2 separate regions of the Mus musculus genome follow, and region 1 is linked to region 2. A link is a contact called in public HiChIP or PLAC-seq data. All regions are on one chromosome and are shown on one strand. Each heading gives the region's core, a stretch centred on a gene start, on an enhancer-like site or on the middle of the called end of the contact. The rest is flanking DNA. Distances are from core to core; before and after follow the strand shown.

Evidence for each region. HiChIP or PLAC-seq counts read pairs in DNA pulled down with a chosen protein or histone mark.
Region 1: a contact with region 2 is called in an H3K27ac HiChIP or PLAC-seq map of stem cell-derived neural progenitor cells, with 4 times the contacts expected there. The contact joins the enhancer-like site here to the promoter of Tmem165 in region 2. A contact is called at or near these places in 17 of 39 promoter capture datasets (the 3T3-L1 cell line, 3T3-L1-derived adipocytes, the C10 cell line and 10 more), 7 of 484 Hi-C or Micro-C datasets (CD4 T cells, Th1 cells, embryonic fibroblasts and 4 more), 6 of 115 datasets of contacts at active chromatin or transcription factors (embryonic forebrain, embryonic stem cells, neural tube and 2 more) and 3 of 9 other capture datasets (adipose tissue, embryonic stem cells and liver).

What each region holds. Positions count from the first base shown.
Region 1 is chr5:76,538,942-76,541,741 of GRCm38.p6, forward strand. All of the region lies in intron 4 of Exoc1 (exocyst complex component 1), which reads left to right. Among named protein-coding and RNA genes, the nearest start is that of Exoc1, 11 kb to the left of the region's middle. Within about 2 kb of position 1,425, at least 84 of the 459 cell types and tissues checked have an H3K27ac peak or open chromatin away from gene starts, as enhancers often do. A contact at or near this core is called in adipose tissue, embryonic fibroblasts, muscle stem cells and 2 more, where this site is marked.
Region 2 is chr5:76,182,535-76,185,234 of GRCm38.p6, forward strand. Tmem165 (transmembrane protein 165) reads left to right here and starts at 1,346. Exons shown (of 6, transcript NM_011626.2): 1 at 1,346-1,818. The coding sequence starts at 1,612.

The DNA of each region.
Region 1 (2,800 bases), core at 175-2,674, 360 kb after region 2:
GTCCCCTGTGAGGCCCAGGCTAGCTTGGAATTCACTGTGTACTCTGGGCTGACTGAATTCGTGGCAGGCCTCCTGCCTAACATTCCTAGTGAGCCATCACGTCTGCCTTAAAACTTTATCCATGTGTTCACTGGAAGGAGGGCGGGTGCATCCCATGGCCCTTGTGTGGAGGTCAGAGGGAAATGCTGTGAAGTTGGTTCTCCTTCCATCTTTATATGGCTTCCAGGGATTGAATTCAGGTCACCAGGCAAGCGCCTATACCCACTGAGTTAGTCTCTGGCCCCGTATTCAATAATGTAAGATATAGTTTGAAGCAAACCATTTATCTAGCTACTTGCCTCTTTATTGGTCCTCTTTTTATTTGGTTGTGGACATTTCTCCTTTCAAATAGATTATTCTTCTCAGCAGTTCTACTTGGTGCTTAGAACTGACAGAAAGCTGGCAGATATATCTGTCAGGCCTGAGAAGCCCCCAGACCCTGCCCCACCCAGACACTGGCCTGAGTTATGAGCATCACGGGGCTGCCCTGTCCCCAGTGCCTAGACTGTGGGTGTGCTGAGGACGTGACCCCTTAGTAGTGTGTGGTCATTGACAGATTCATTTGCTTTGAATGACTTTGACCAATTGAAGCAAGAATATTCTGATTAGCTAATCATTCATTGAAAAACTTGCTATTCTGTTTCCAAATATTATGTTTCCAGATGTTATGTATACATAGTTATATTTTAAGCTGATGTATTTCATTAGGACAACTATATTGAAAAATGTATACTCTATCACTAAAAAACATTACCAAAAGAATACAAAGACTATTGCTGATTTTAAGGATAAAATTGAACTTTTTTTTTAAAGGTACTTAACTTTTCAGGACACACAGCCAAATGTTGATATTTATAAAGATGAGCTCCAGCTGAGATTGGTTTTAAGGATGCTAAAGTCCTTCGGGATGTCATTTCAGAAACCATTTTCTGTTGACCAGTAACTGTTGTTTTGGCTTAGTGTTCTGGGAAAGCTTTATAAATGTCTAAAACTAGTCCTAATGGGCCCTAAATCACAGCCATTAATGCCAGTTTTTAAGAAGTAAATGTCTCTAGGCTTTGGGTAATGTTGAGGGAAAACCCGCATTACAACCTCTTTTGAAGCGCTAAATAATGAGCCAAGTAGGTCAGCAATGCTATTGTAAATGTTCTAGCAGCAGCAGCAGCAGCATTGGTAGTTTTTATAAATGACAATGGGATGCTGGAGTTTTAGAGATGGAGAGGGAAGTTCTTTTTGTTTAAGCCTTTTCTTTTTTATCCTTTGACTTGCAGCCAGATATTTAAACAACCTTCCACTTGAATCCTTGAATGCCTGCTTGTACGCAGTCTCCTGTGTTCGTTTCTTGCCTCAGTCTTAGTCTTTGAAACAGTGTTTTGTGACTAATCCTTTGTGAGGGAGTGTCCTGGCAAAGCTTTGGACCTTGAGTGAAAATAACTACACTGAATGCATGAGTCAGAGCTGACTTGAAAATAATCCCAGGAAAGGGCTCGCTTCCCAGCGTCCTTCCTCAAGGTCTCGTCTGCTTCTGAAAAAGAAAAGAAAATAGGGACGTGCACTTCGACGAGACAATAAGAAAACAAGCATGCAAGTTTAGCTTCTTAGGGATCGTCCCACTGTGTCTGGATGTTGCCTTGAGACTCCAAGTTTAGCGTGAAGTTCAAAACGAGATATGGGTAGTAGTTAAAAGTTTTAAATCTGTGTACTTTCCTACCCAGCTAATGTTCTTTGCTTCCTTTCCTCTGCCTTCTTCATACCTTTTCCTCCAGAACTGCCTAAAGTTACAGAAGGTGCGTAACACCTTTTCTTCCTATTCTAGTCCACCTGTATGTATCACTTGCTCTGTTATCCATGGGGTGTGTATTTCATGGAGTTGTGTACAGGGATACATGTATTCAAAATCCATATAGTAATCAAACCAATAGTAATATTCATTATTAGCTTCCAAAAGACTATTTCAGGAAAAGAAAATACTACTAACATAGTTTTTTGATGACAAAACACTTGTTTCTTTTCAGTGTTTAGTGTAACACTGTGGTGGGTTATTTAGGCAGTACCTGCCCTCTAGTGGTTAATATGGAGTCACATCTGATAGTTGAGCATCTCCACAAGCAACAAAATGGTCTCATTGAAAAGACAAAGAAGATAGAGCAATGCTTCTCTAGAAATATTTCTAGAGAGTAATCTGTAAATTGCTTATGTCAGAAATTTTAATCTCCTTAACCCCCTTGGGAACTAGCAAAATCTGCCTAATTTATTATCTTCTTCAGAGTAAACATTGCTCACTTAGAATTATCAGGGTTTTGTTCTGAGACAAACAAATGTATTTTAATCCTGCTAAATGAAAATACTCATTTTCAAGTAAAATACCAAATACTAAGAGTATCCAGACTGTGACTTAGTTCCTGTAGTTTATCTTTAGCTGTTTTATCTATGCATGTGAAAACAACAAAGTATAGAAAATGCACTTATACTTTCAGTATTTATACTTTCTTGTTGATAATACACTTCTCACTTCAAAGTTATTTGAAAGGGGCGTGCGCGTGTATGTGTGTGTGTGTGTGTGCGCGCGCACGCATGTGCACGTGAGCGTTGTGTGAAAGAAAGATAGACAGATTTGTTAAAAAAAACAAAAAACAATGAAAATAGCAAAAATAACAAGGGGAAATGCTACGAGGAGAGAATTGTTTCCCATGTTCACAGTTCAGCAGTGTTTTGTTAGAGCAGCAGCCACCAGGGAGAAATTGGGTTCATTTCTTCATGT
Region 2 (2,700 bases), core at 96-2,595:
CATTGCCTAACATCTTCTGTTGAACAGATTTCCTGTCTTGCTCCAGAGCCACTGGAACATTGCAATCAGCATCTCAGTCTCCTGCAGCTGTAGCCCTTGAGCCATTTGCTTTTTCTTTGCTTTATGTGGGGTAACTAGAATTTAGCCAGGAGGCCTTTCTCTGAGATGATCATAGACTAGAGAACGCCAGGAAAAAAAATAATAAACCTGGTCCCTAGCAGAACTCAAGGATCCGTGACACCTAACTCTTCTGCCTCCATCTACTGGGCTGCTTCTTTTATTCTCTCCACTTGACACTCCTATCTCCTCTGCAGGCCCTTTTGAGCAAGGCAAATCTTTGCAGAAAAAGGAGGTGGCTGAAGGAGTCTAGACTTCTGATCCCTGTCATGTTGTATTCTGAGGGCTCAGGACATTTACACTCCAGGAATGAACTTGGAGGTACAACAACTGCACCCCAAACTATGTGTAGGAAGCATCTTGGTTATCTCACAATACTGGGAGCATAAATAAGCTATAGCTTGAAGGGTTCTGTAAGGAGCAATGCTGAGTAGGCTAAGGAGAGGTTGCAAGAATGGCTTGTGAAACAGGAGTAGGATTTAGATTAGTGCCTGGCACATGGTTAGCAATTTGTGGTGTGTGTGTGTGTGTGTGTGTGTGTGTGTGCGCGCGCGCGTACGGTATCTCAGCTTTTCTTTAGAAAAAAAAAAAAAAATCCAGCCCTAGTCTAACGCCTAACTAACCATTCTTTCCTGTCTTCTACTTTTGCCTACTCAAGGCCTCCATCCCACAGAAACCCTAACCACTCAACTCCAAACCTTTTCAGGATATCCTATTTCAGGATAAGGCATCCTGAGCCAGGGCAGTGATGACTTTTGGTCTGCGGCTATTCAACAATGTTTTAAAATCAAGCTTGGACGTTCTCATCTTTTACTTCCGAATCTTACTTCAGAACCTTCAAAAAACCCCAGCATATGGACCCCCAAAGAACATTCTGTGTAGGCGGTCCAGGGACGTGGTGAGGGTGGGTGGATCGTAACTTAAAGGTGTGGCAGTTCCTGCCACGTAGGTAGCGGGGCTGGGACTCACTTGACATTTAATAGAAGTGGAGGTGGCGGCGGCTTAGGCCTTAAAGACCTAAGGCTCTTGAGGAAGTACTGGTAGGAGCCTGGCAGCCTGACCTCTCCAGGGCCAATAAGGGGGTCTCTGGTGGGACCCGAGAGGACGCAGGGAGAGTCCATCAAGCAGCTCCAGCTACCTGGCCCGGCGCGCCGGGTCCAATAGGACCAGTGAGCGAGCCGCACCTCAACCTGCCGGAAACGTCACGACGCCGGGCTGACGTCGGGCCAATGGGAGGTCGTGTTGGCCAGGGGGCGGGCCGGAGGAGTTGGGCCGCGGAGGCAGTTGGAGGAGTGTGTGGCTTCTGCTGCCCAGCTGCTCCGGAGCTCCCGCCGCCGGTCCGTCCCGGTCCGGTCCCCGCGTCCCGCGTGCTGCAGGGCTGCCCCCTGAGCGGCAGCCAGGCCTGACGGAGGCGCCTGCCGGCACGCCGGGCTCGACGCTTCCCTTCGCCTGCACTTCTTCCTGCCGCAGCGCGGTGCCGGCTGGGCGGGCGGGATGGCGGCCGCGGCCCGGGGGAGCGGCCGGGCGCCGACGCGAAGGCTGCTCGTGCTCTTGCTGCTTCAGTTGCTCTGGGCCCCGGCCGGGGTCCGCGCCGGCCCGGAGGAAGACCTGAGCCATCGGAACCAGGAGCCGCCGGCGCCCGCCCAGCAGCTGCAGCCGCAGCCCGCGGCGGTGCAGGGCCTCGAGCCGGCCCGGGCCGAGGTGAGAGCCCGGGCTGGTGGGGATGGGGCGGGCTGAGGCCGCGGAGCCCGCAGTCGGGTACCAGGCTCCCGCGCTGGCGGCGCCGCCCTCTTTCCGAAGAGGCTGGGGGAGGGGAGCCGGCCCCTGCTCCGCTCGCTGGGAGGAGGGTGACAAGACGGCTTTCTTAGGCGCGGCCTGGCCTGGCCTGGCTGCTTGGGGGAAGGGAAAGTGAGGGCCCCAACCGGGGCTCCCCAGAGGTCCTCTAGATCCCTGGTACCGACAGGCTTGCTCTGGATTCTGCCTTCTGCTGATCACATGGGCCATACTGAAAAGACTGGAAATCATCATCCCAAGTAGAAAGTTTTTAGTACAGAGCCGCTGGGAGACTTGTCTCTCTCGAAGTAGCATCACATTGTTGGAAGTATCAGCCATTGTTGAAGCAACCCAACCAGAGATGCTCACCCGAATTCAGCTCGGCACACCCTGTGGTTCTTGCCAGATACAGTGTCTAGAGATTATGCGTTGCCACCCTCCCTTAAAAAAAAAAAAAAAACAAAAAAACGTGTTTTGGCATGAAGGAAGTTGCCCTTGAATGCAGAGACTTGTGCCCAAAGGTAGAGCGCTCTATAGTGAGGGATTCCAAAACTCCATTTATAGGTAAACTAGAGCCTCATAAGTTTCTTTAACCATTACCAGATAGATAGAAATTAACCTTTTAATCTATGTTCGTAGAATTTCTCCTTTCTATGTTACTTTCCTCTGAGTTGGACTCTCTATTTCCAATTTTGACTCCTACATTCTGGAGTTTTTTTAGTCTCTTAGTAGGGTCCATTTTGGCATTCCCTTTCCTACTTCTGTCTTTATCTGCCCTCCAAGAGAATGGCTGTCCTGACTTGAGTACAG